2 separate regions of the Drosophila melanogaster genome follow, and region 1 is linked to region 2. The links are chromatin contacts, called in public HiChIP or PLAC-seq maps. All regions are on one chromosome and are shown on one strand. The core of a region is the stretch at or near the end of the contact, and the rest is flanking DNA. Distances in the headings are between cores, read along the strand shown. Region 1 holds the start of myo (myoglianin). Region 2 overlaps pan (pangolin).

The links. HiChIP or PLAC-seq counts read pairs in DNA pulled down with a chosen protein or histone mark.
Region 1: a contact with region 2 is called in an H3K27ac HiChIP or PLAC-seq map of the Kc167 cell line, with 4 times the contacts expected there. The contact joins the promoter of myo here to the enhancer-like site in region 2. A contact is called at or near these places in 9 of 107 Hi-C or Micro-C datasets (the Kc167 cell line, the S2 cell line, brain and 4 more) and 1 of 6 datasets of contacts at active chromatin or transcription factors (the Kc167 cell line).

What each region holds. Positions count from the first base shown.
Region 1 is chr4:692,695-697,835 of dm6, forward strand. myo (myoglianin) reads right to left here and starts at 3,361. Exons shown (of 5, transcript NM_166788.2): 1 at 3,003-3,361; 2 at 2,520-2,643; 3 at 687-1,722; 4 at 1-149. The coding sequence starts at 1,695. ey (eyeless) reads left to right here and starts at 4,995. Exons shown (of 8, transcript NM_166789.2): 1 at 4,995-5,141.
Region 2 is chr4:112,478-118,177 of dm6, forward strand. pan (pangolin) reads left to right here. Exons shown (of 12, transcript NM_001258477.2): 12 at 1-1,793. It overlaps Ank (Ankyrin), which reads right to left. Exons shown (of 12, transcript NM_001169348.2): 10 at 4,209-5,700; 11 at 2,781-3,527; 12 at 2,597-2,725. The coding sequence ends at 4,392. Among named protein-coding and RNA genes, the nearest start is that of Ank, 15 kb to the right of the region's middle. Within about 2 kb of position 1,839, at least 22 of the 39 cell types and tissues checked have an H3K27ac peak or open chromatin away from gene starts, as enhancers often do. A contact at or near this core is called in the Kc167 cell line, the S2 cell line and brain, where this site is marked.

The DNA.
Region 1 (5,141 bases), core at 2,111-4,610, 580 kb after region 2:
TTCAAGAAGTCCAGGTTGATGAGCACTTATCCAATCCCAACCACGTAAATATAGATGAAGGGTAGCGTAAGACAAGTCTGAGTAGCTACTGTCAATTTGAAACCGAAAAACATCGACCTTGCGATTGTGCCGAACATGAGGTTGAATTTCTAAAAGAACGAAAATATAAACGAAAATTATTAATTTTTTCATTGAAATTTGATTTCTTAAAAGCAAAAATTGGGTATTGATTAATGTTTGTTGTAAACAGTTCATTTTTTGTATGTTAAAGGGGTCAATGCCACTTGTCTTTTACCTCGTCAAGATTTTAGGAAATGTGTCGATTCTTTTTTGAAAATACACTACGCCAATGAATTTTGGGAAAACAATTTCTAAAGATAGAGAAGAAGTCATATGTATTTTTGCTTGCTTTCTCTTATTAAAGGAAAAAAGTTCGAAATCTAAACCTATAACCAAATCGGGCCCAAAAAAGATATAAATATAAGATAAATGATTATGCTTCTTACTTACAAAAAGTCTAGAAATATATTTACACAGATTTTAGTGACGTTATATATGCTTTTTACTTCTCTTAAGCTCTCCTTGTCTTTTCCTCCCTTTATCTATACCTACTCTTATATATAATATCTTCTCTTATTCAATATCTTCCTATATCTATATCTACTTTAAGAATGCTGTTTACTTACCCTCGGGAAATATGTATATACTGCTGATGTGAGACAAAATACTCTCGTACTCCTCATCGTTGGTATTAATAGGAATGTCCGACTTTTTAGCTTGATTTTTATTCAAATCTATCAGAAATTCATTAACAGTGTTAGCATCATCTCCCTGCATTTGGGAGGATGAACTTTCATCAAAAAAATCAGTCATTATGTGGTCGCCATAAGTGTCATTTATAGACAAATGAGATTCGTCAATGCTTTCCATGCGATTCCAAACAGTAGTTTTTGAAGATGCATTATAATCTCTATAAAAGTTATCTATTATATTTTGTGGTACTGAAATTGGTTTTGTTATATTGGGAAGTTTTTTTAAATTCAAGCGCATAAGTATGTGCATTTTAATCGATTCTATACTATCCACTTTGGCTTTCTCACGCAACTGACGCTGTAGCATACTTTCTATATTTATTAAGGTATTGCGATACAAAGATACACTTTGAACTCTTGATAAATCTCCATGCTCTGATACCTTTGCTAAAGGGGTACTTTTTTTCCCCGGTTTACTTTGTACTTTCATTTGGAATATTCCCATATTTTCATTTATTTTATCATCCGCCGATATTGAAGAAGAACCATTTTTTTCTGATAGTACTTTTGCACTATTGTTTGTTTCGTTACTCAACATAACCATTTCCGGACTATCGTTGTTGGAAGAATTACTGAAGCTTTTATTTTCTGGCTGAGCATAAGCATTGACTGCAGTCGATAAAATTAAGAGTACGGTGACCGTGACATATCGAGTTACACGGAAATTACCTCTCTTATGTCCAAGAATATTCATTCGCCCGATATTTATTTTTTTTGAGTCAAGATTAAATCTGTAAGAACCTGGAAACTGGATTTCGTTGGAGTTCACTTCTATGTGAACTGTTGTATCTGATGTGTTCTGTCGAGTTTTTTTCTTTAGGGTTCTATGATGCTGATCATGGGTTTTATATTTTCTCCAACCGCAGCATGAGTTGGCCAGCATGATTTTTGATCAAACCGTTGATGAATGCTGAAAAGGACTTGTATTTATAAATATACTTGATATATTTTAAAATAAGAAAAAATAAAAATAATAATTATTATTTATTTTTGGAGACAGCGGCTGGTGATCTTGTCATCCAATCAACTTGGCTCTTGTTGGCCTTATTTTACAATTTTTTTAAAAATCAAATCGCGAAATACAAGCTGTTAGATAATCCCCTGCTGTATTCGATTAAGTCGGATTCCCAAGGTAATACCTTAAACAGCTGTGCAGAGAAAAAAGAAGAGCGCACCCCTTTAAACCCTATTAAAGCATTAGCACGGAAGTCAATGATTCCCCTTCGCGAGTCAATACAAAAAAAAAAAAAAAAAAAAATTGAATAGCTTACGCCACTGACGATCTCTAACTTCAAAAATATTAAAATTATTGGCAAAATTTGGACAATATAATATTTCGGTTTTAAATTGATAGACTTTTGACGATCATATCATATAGCTAACTGTTGAAAAAAATTATAGACTCGTTGTTTTCAAATAAAAAGAGTTCTTCTTCAGTATGCACATTTTTTTGAAAATATATAATTTAGGTTTTTAATCGATCAAAATCAGACGACCATACACTTATATACCTGCCATAGGGAAAAATGGCTCTATGGCTATAAAGCTTAGGAAAAAACACTGACAATTGTAAAACCATTTTTCGTCACAAATCGGCACGGTGAGGCTGCGATCGTCACTTGATTTGTGTGCTCGTGAATATTCTAAAACTCGGAATAACGGAATAATAACCTTCAAAAACTTGTTTCAGGCTACGAAAAAACTTACTTTGAATATAGTAGAAGTATAAAATCCTGCAGCACCGGATATAATGATTTTTAAAAATTAAAAATCATATCTGCATTGTTTGATCCGCCTTGGAAGCGCGATGCGCCAGCAGAAAATGACCACCCTAATGTGCACACAGTCGTAAAAGTTAGTTCAAGCTACATATGTACATGCACATATGCAAAGCCCGTTCATAAACGTTTCACATGAGTCCTCTTTATGACCACTATTGTATTCAATTAAAACCATTTATAAACATAATAAATTATTGTGCTCTTGAACTTCAGTTCATCGCTGAAAGTGCATTATTCCCCTTTTACAAGCAGAACAACGTAAATGAGATATATCATATGTATGTACATACGTAAATTATACATACATACAGAATAAATAGCATGCATATAAGCACATATGTACATTTTTAAAGCTGTGTATGTACAAAGTTATGTACATTTAGCGATAACAAACTTTTTAAACACCTACCAATTGTACATAAGTAGATATATACTTATCTATCGGTATTTATTTTATTTTTATACACTTGTACAACCAAAATCTATTTTGAAACTAGGCAATTGTGTGTTTTAATATATGTATAGTATATATTATTAAATGTTTTATATTGAAGTAACAGTGGGCCTACGGTTTCGAACATTATTCTTTTGCAATCCGCTTTTGTTAAATTTATTATTCATTGTCCAAAAACACATAGTTTGAAAAAATTGTGTATTCAATTGCGCACTAAATAATAATAATTTATTTCTCATAGAGAACCAATATTTGAAAACCCGCAGAGATTCTGTACTGCTGTGCGATTGAGCGACGAAGTAGAACTGAAAGCAGCTGATCAGATGCGATCGGATACATACGGCTCACCGGCAATTTCGTTTTAGTTGGCATAACAGGCCGCTTTTAAAAATGTATCTGCTGAAACGCATTGCAAGAGTAAACTTTAATTCATATTAACATTTTTATCGAGCAAAATAGCATTATATTAAAATGAAATATTTATTGAATATACTCCTACTTTTTTTTTTACAATTCTAGAAAACATTTTATTTATATTTCCACTGTCGCTAATAATCACTTTCTATTGTAAATCAATTTAATCCTTAAGCCGTTTTAACTCTTATAAGTTATGAGTGTAGACATTTTTACATTTCAAAGATTTCAAATAGACCCGAAGAAACTATATAAGATATATTTTTATTAGCAGGATTTGATTTGTCTCTATAATTTTGGTTCCCTAGTTGTTTTTTTTTATTACACAAAATTGAGTGCTATTATACAACAAAAATTACATGCGTATTAATTTGTACTACTGGAATGACTATATTGATACAAAGGAATTTTTAAAATTTAACCGAAGTTCCGCATTCTTGTCCTAACATTTCGTGTTTTAAATTAACGGCAAAAATGTCGTTACTCTGGAATTAATAAAAAGTACCCAACGCACTTACATAAGTATGCAAAAATAATTTTATGTGTATAAAAGAAACTTATATTAAATCAAGTACATATTCGTGCGGGTCCCCTTTGTTCCGCAGTCTTCTTATATAATTATTGCCCATTAATATGGTTGTGTAAGAAGGCAATCTGGGAACTCCATAAAAAGGGTAGGGACAATTACCGCGATGTCTAGTGTTTTCCAGATTAGCTGTCGATATATCGACGCCCGTACAGATGTTTAAGCCTTTCCACACATACATTTATGAGTTTCCTATCGATATGGAAGAAAACGATAGGTGTTCACACTGTACTAACTTATTTTTATTGCTTTGTATCAGCAATTCTGTTGTTTTACTTAAGAATAGCAATTCAAATGGAGAAGACTTCTTTTATGTATCAACAAAGTAACTGATAAGAGATTATTTATTGGATGGATTGTAAGCTACTTATTTTTTCCATTGTGGTTAACAATTTACGATTTTTTTTTGGTTATAATAAAGATTTAAATAAAATAATTTCAACAAGTGCGTCAATTTTCCTTCATCTACGCACATATAGATGGTAATCGTGCGATAAACCTAATATTACGAAAATGGCGATCACGCATTCAACCGATAAATACAGAACTAAAATACTTCCTGATCAAAAACAAGAATTTATAATTTTTTTTCTATTATTTCCACTACGTTGCAATTTTCTGACAGAAATCACTATACGCTCTGCAATGGTTTAACAATAGGAAACGCTTTAGTTGGCTTTCAAATATTTTTCACAACATTTTCAACGAGTAGATTAGTTGAACTATTAATAGCTCATTAATGGACCGATTCTTTAGGTCTGCTAAATTATCATTCTTATATCTGTGAATTTATTTATTTACTGCATCGAATTTTTGAAAATAACGTATTCTCTACGCAATCACTGGTATTGGGTTGCCATATCGATTTCTATATATGTTAAGAGTTGCCGTTTGTATTTTTACACGCCGAGAGTTGCCATCCTGATACGAGCAGATGCGTGCTGAAGTCCAATCGATACTACAAAATACCAAAATACACAGAAAATATAAACAATATTGCATAAACAATATTGTACGAACGTTCGTTTTAGTGTTTAATCACATACTGTTTTTCCCCCATCCGAAAATCGAAGAAAATGTGTGACAATCAATAT
Region 2 (5,700 bases), core at 589-3,088:
CGAAACTCTAATCGTTGTAATAATTACTAAAAAAAATTTACTATGATTATAAGAAAACAAATAAATTTTAAAGAAATGAGAGTGTCATAAGAATAATTATGATTACGCAGTTTCATAAAGTAAAATAATATGCTTTAAAAAAAAATAATGTGAGTAGGTTATTTTGGAAAACATTCTGGTTGCATTAAAATTTAACTTTTACCATTTATCTCCAACCGTTTTTAAGATTCATAACTAAGCTCGGCATTTGTACGATCCCAATAAATAAGTTAATGAACCTATATTATGAAACCAAAAAATTTGTGAAATTAATAAAAATAATTGAACTTTAAATTTACATCAAGTTTAGAAATTCAACAAATACACTGCTGTGATAAATCTAATTAACGATTTATATAGGGCTCTAGTCACATAGATACATATTATATGATTATAAATCTATATGTATATATGTATATGTATTTAAACGTGTACATACAGTTATGCACACATTTACATATATATGTATCAATCGTAAACATATAAATTTATTAAGAATCTGCGTTACAACAGTTCGGTGGTCATGATAATTCAAGCAAACTAACAAATCATATGTAATCAGAAGAATGTAAAGGCCATTGCCAATTTAAAAGACTGTTTAACACAAATTTTATACGTTTAATTCCAAAATTTATCAGTACACAAAATTGCTATATAATGCTTTAGTCTTTATGTTTAGTGCAAATCGTTATCTAAAATGTAATGTTAGTATAAAAATAAATATCATAAGCTTATTATTTTTCGATATTTGCGGTTCCATCGTGCTTCCATTGTCTGTGTTTTTGTAAAATATTGCTTTTTATTCAAACGACATCGCAACTTCATTTGTTTGATTAACAAATTCCTTATTATTTCATTTCTATAATTTGTGTAAAAATCAATTAAGTAACACGAGTAATACACTATAATAAAAGTACCCCATCAAATCAATTAAGTGGATCAACAACGAATATGTAAATATATGTTGCATATACATGAAGTATTCTATATAAATTCTTTTTATAATGTTAAAAATGAGTTTGTTTGCTTTTTTTAAGCTATAATTAAATATAAAATTAAATTTCATTTTTAATACTGCAATATTGGTCGACTGATGGATTCTTAGCGTAAGATAAGGTTTAGATAGTAGAAAGGGTTAACAATCGTATACTAAACCTACGCAGATATACAAATTTCTAATATTAAGATGATAGTAATCACAAATATAAGTTTAATAAAATAGTATGTATACACATAGGTAATAAATAATGTACGAAATATAGAAATAATGCAAAGATATTGAATAACAATAAAAACAAAATTAAACTATTAACTTTTTATATACTGACGCACGGCAGAATTATTGATGCAATTCTTAAATTTTTATAAGACGTGCCTTGCAAATATAGGAAATGTTACGTCGGTATGTAAGTTCATACACCCGAGTGCCAATTGGATCGTCGCAAGTCGCGCAAATTGATCCCCCCTTTTACCAAGGTCATTAAAAGTTATGTCATCCTTTTTGCCCTACAGCACCCTGTAAAATGTTCTCATTCTATTGTATTTGTCTTCATATTGTATATTTATTGAATAATTGCTGGCTTGTGCCATGGGCATACATTAAAAGATATAAAGAAAATTCGGTGACTGTGTTCCGTCAAACTTACCTCAATCCCATCCTGGGCGATGAGATCTGGACCCTTGATCCTGGGCATTTCTACATATTAGGTTGTAATTATACATACATATACACCTTCTCCAATATAGTACAGATTAAAAACATTTACAGAAAAACAAGCACCATCAAGAAGGTATTGTATATATATAAGTAGGGCCGTATGTATGCTTGTATGCAGTATGCACTGCGGCACGCTCCAGCTGCGGGGCCGCTATCTTATTCTCCGATTTCTCGTTCTCCCACTTGTTTTGCATTTTGTTTTGGTTTTTATTTTATATTTGTTAACATTTAAAATGCATGATTTCACTCTTAAATTTGTCACGGATTACTATTGCTAGTAATTACTATTACTATTATTAATTTTAATGCCATTTCCGGTTTAGGTTTGTGTCGGTGCATTGCTTAATTTGATCTGCCGACTCCGTCTTTTGATGATGTTTTCACATTTTGCATTTACTGCGATGGACGATGGATCTTCTTTAACGCATTGTGATAGGAAGCCTCTGTACAGATCTCTTCTACGCATTCGCCAGTTTCAGGAGCACTAGAAAAACTAACACCATGGCGATCAAATTAAGAATGTTCTTTGCGCCTAAGGTCTCGTCCATGTGGTAAATCAATTCCACGGCGGTGTTGTCAAAGGCCTTGGACTGCTTGCTCTCCATATTGGAACTTCCTTTCTACTGGTTGAAAATGTTTTTTTTTTTTTTTTTTTTAAATAATCATTCTATTTATTTTGGATTCAAAAGGAATCGTTCAGTCAATTCCTCTAAAACTTAACCTATTGTGTGTATAAATGTATATGAGACCAAGTGGTTTCTTAATTATTAAGTAGAAAAGGAAAAAAAAAGAATTTTTCTAGTTATTAATTACTTAATGTGTAATATTTTATACTATCCTCCGGGTAGGGAGATCGGTGGGGTGTACCCTCTTCAGCCTTCGGAGGGAGATGGGATTAGCTAGGATGTTTGCTAGTTGATTCGGGTGGACCATAAGCCTGTCGGCATAACGGCTGCTGTGAAAATTGATCTGATTGAGAGGGATAACTTTCAGATCTCTTTCGATTACCTGGTTTGTCACTTACCAGGGGAGCCCAGATGCATGGCTTGCAGCTCTCGACTGGACCACACGGAGCCTATTGAGCTGGGATTTGGCGGCAGTTCCCCACACCTGGATGGCATAACTCCACGTTAGAGCAAGTATGGCTTTGATTAAAAGAGCCTTAGAGCTCATTTGTAGTTTACTGGAGTGGAAGAGCCAGTCGAGCTTTTTTAGTTTCGCCAGTGACTTGAATTTGACCGACGTGATGTGGGCCCTCCAGGTCAGTCTCCGATCTAGATGAACTCCTAGGTAGCAGTGCGATGTGACATTGTTGACGGGGTTTCCATCAAAAGTCAGATCTGTGCAAGTTCCGGGCCGCAGGGTAAAAGTTACACAGGCTGACTTCGAGGAGTTAATGGCCACATTCCATTTGGCAGTCCATTTTCGACTGCATGCAGCCATTCCTGGACTGCGTTGGAGGTTGAAAATGTAGGTCCTTCTTCAATGGACTTCCTTAGCGACTTCTTTTTTTATCGGACTAGAGGACTAGGATAATATTTTACTATTTCCCCTATTTTGGGAGTCAATGCCCGACTGATGAACTTTGCCAATTAGAATTAGAATTTCCATGTGAACAATTGTGCCCGTTGGAATACCTATTTGACGCTCGTTATTTGTCGAGCTGCATTTTCTTTGTTAATATCACTCTACACTCCTCCTCCCTCTGTTTCAGATCCTTTGCTGCTCGATGTGTGACGCACGATGTTGCGTACGTAAAATAAATTTAGATCTGTCAGGGGAATTCGATGTAGTAAATGTAGTGGTAACGGGTAGAAATATTCTGAAACATTCTTATGTTTTATTCCTTTTATTCCTTAGCTTGCCCTACCGTGGGACCTTTAAGCTTATTAAAATCTACCCCTTGCCGGCAGTTGCTTTAATTGAGAAAACTTTAAGGAAAACTTTTACGTAATGAAGTGGCAAATAATGAAAATTTAGTTCTATGAAGAAGAATGTCGTGTATTTGATGTAATTTTTTAAGTGAACCTTAAATGATGGAACAAAAAGGTTCACATCAGATGACTGCAAACATCAGTCATATTTCTGATGGTATATCTGACTATAAATTCAAGCCACTTTAATCCTCCTTAATTAAATGAAGTTCAAAGCTATAAATGATTCAACAATTTATTTAATTAGTACGATTTTAAACTCTAAATTATAACACTGTTAATATTGTTTTATTATAAATTGCAAAGTAATACATTGAATAATAGTTCTGATTGTCAAGAAAATGTTAAATTTTTAGAAAACTTAATAAATCGACTTTAGGTAAATTATTTAAGATATCGGCAACTATTTCATGATGAATACCGCTCGATTACTCATCGATTACTCAGGTAAATCGACATTTCTCTAAAACAAAATAATATTATTTTAATGATTTCATGTCGTTATACACTTTAATTACCTGGTTTTCAAGTATTATAATTTGTTCTTCTTTCTAACGTAATGGTCAAATGTTAAGTATTGCATTAGTATCAATTTACTCCTTTTAGTGACACCTGCGTTGCAGTACATATATTTTATCAATACTAAACTTACCATCTGCGTTTTTAAAAATATCTTGCTAAGGACCTGTAGACTTTGTAAATTACTGTTCATAATCGCCATCTTTTTCAATTCCGGCAGTCGGCAAAACTTTTTCCGGTTGATGAGTGCCAAACTCTGCATTTTTAAAGCTTTTCTCCACTATATCTGAGCGGCCGATTTTGTAGAGGGCTTCAGCTAGTACATTGCCCGTCAATATGCCTCCATGTTCTAGCCATAGCTGTAACATTGCCATGCTCTGCTTTACGCTGTCGTTTAACAAAAATTCTGTTTTAACAAGATCGATATCGGCTTGGGAAACACCCAATACATTTGCAAGCAAAGGCCAGTCACTTCCTAAGTGGCTACATATGTCGTCTAATATTACATCAGCCTCATGAATTAGTTTGATGTCACTTGACATTATACAAGCTTTAGTAATATCAATTTTCTTCACCTGTTGTTCCTTTACTCCAAATACAATATTTTCATTGTGGTTTAATTTTCCATGCGCATTTATACAATCGTTCAAGCTATGCAGGTTATCTCTTTCGAGATGGTTTGTTATAGTTTTAAAATCCACTGAAATGTTCAGAGTACAAAGCGGCTTCAGGGGCACTTCATCTGGTCCTACCATCGGGTAGGTCATAAAGCAGATGCGACCATGTGGAAATTCTTGATCTTTAATGTGAGCACTAAAGGAAAGCCGGTTTTCGCAAAAAGGTTGAAACTTGGTATACAGCTGTTCGCCTTTCTTTAAAATGGGAACAATGTTACCAGCGAATTCAAGATATACAATTTGATTTTGCAATACTTCGATATCCCTGCTTTTGGCAACTTCTTTAAAATATTCTTGTTGCTCAAGGGTCTTATCCTCTTTATCATCAGTCATGCAAAATACTGAAAATTTTGCTTCCGTTTGGGAAATTCGTTTTGCAAATATTACAAACTTGACATAAAAAGGAACTTTGGCCAAATGACTATAAAGTTCTGTGGCCATTCGTCCTGCGTCTATGATATTACGGCAATCTATTAGCCAAAACCGGGCAGAAACAGTAGTGGTAAATGTTACACTGTCTCTAACAAATGACAACGGTGTTGATCCAGTAACATCCTCCCATGTTGCTCGGGTTTGACCACCACTAATGGAACACAAAAGTCGAAGAGTAGGCGAACTTGAATTTCCATTGCCATAACATGCATTAACCATACTATTTGTACATGCTTTTGGAGCTGGAATGCTTAATGTAATAGCTTTGTGAAATTTTCGACGGCGTGGCTCCACAGTTACTACGGGTGAGACAGCGACCCCTTGACCGAGCAGTTTAGAACATTCAACCAGGTCTACTGACTGAGCCTGAAGACCGACTCGA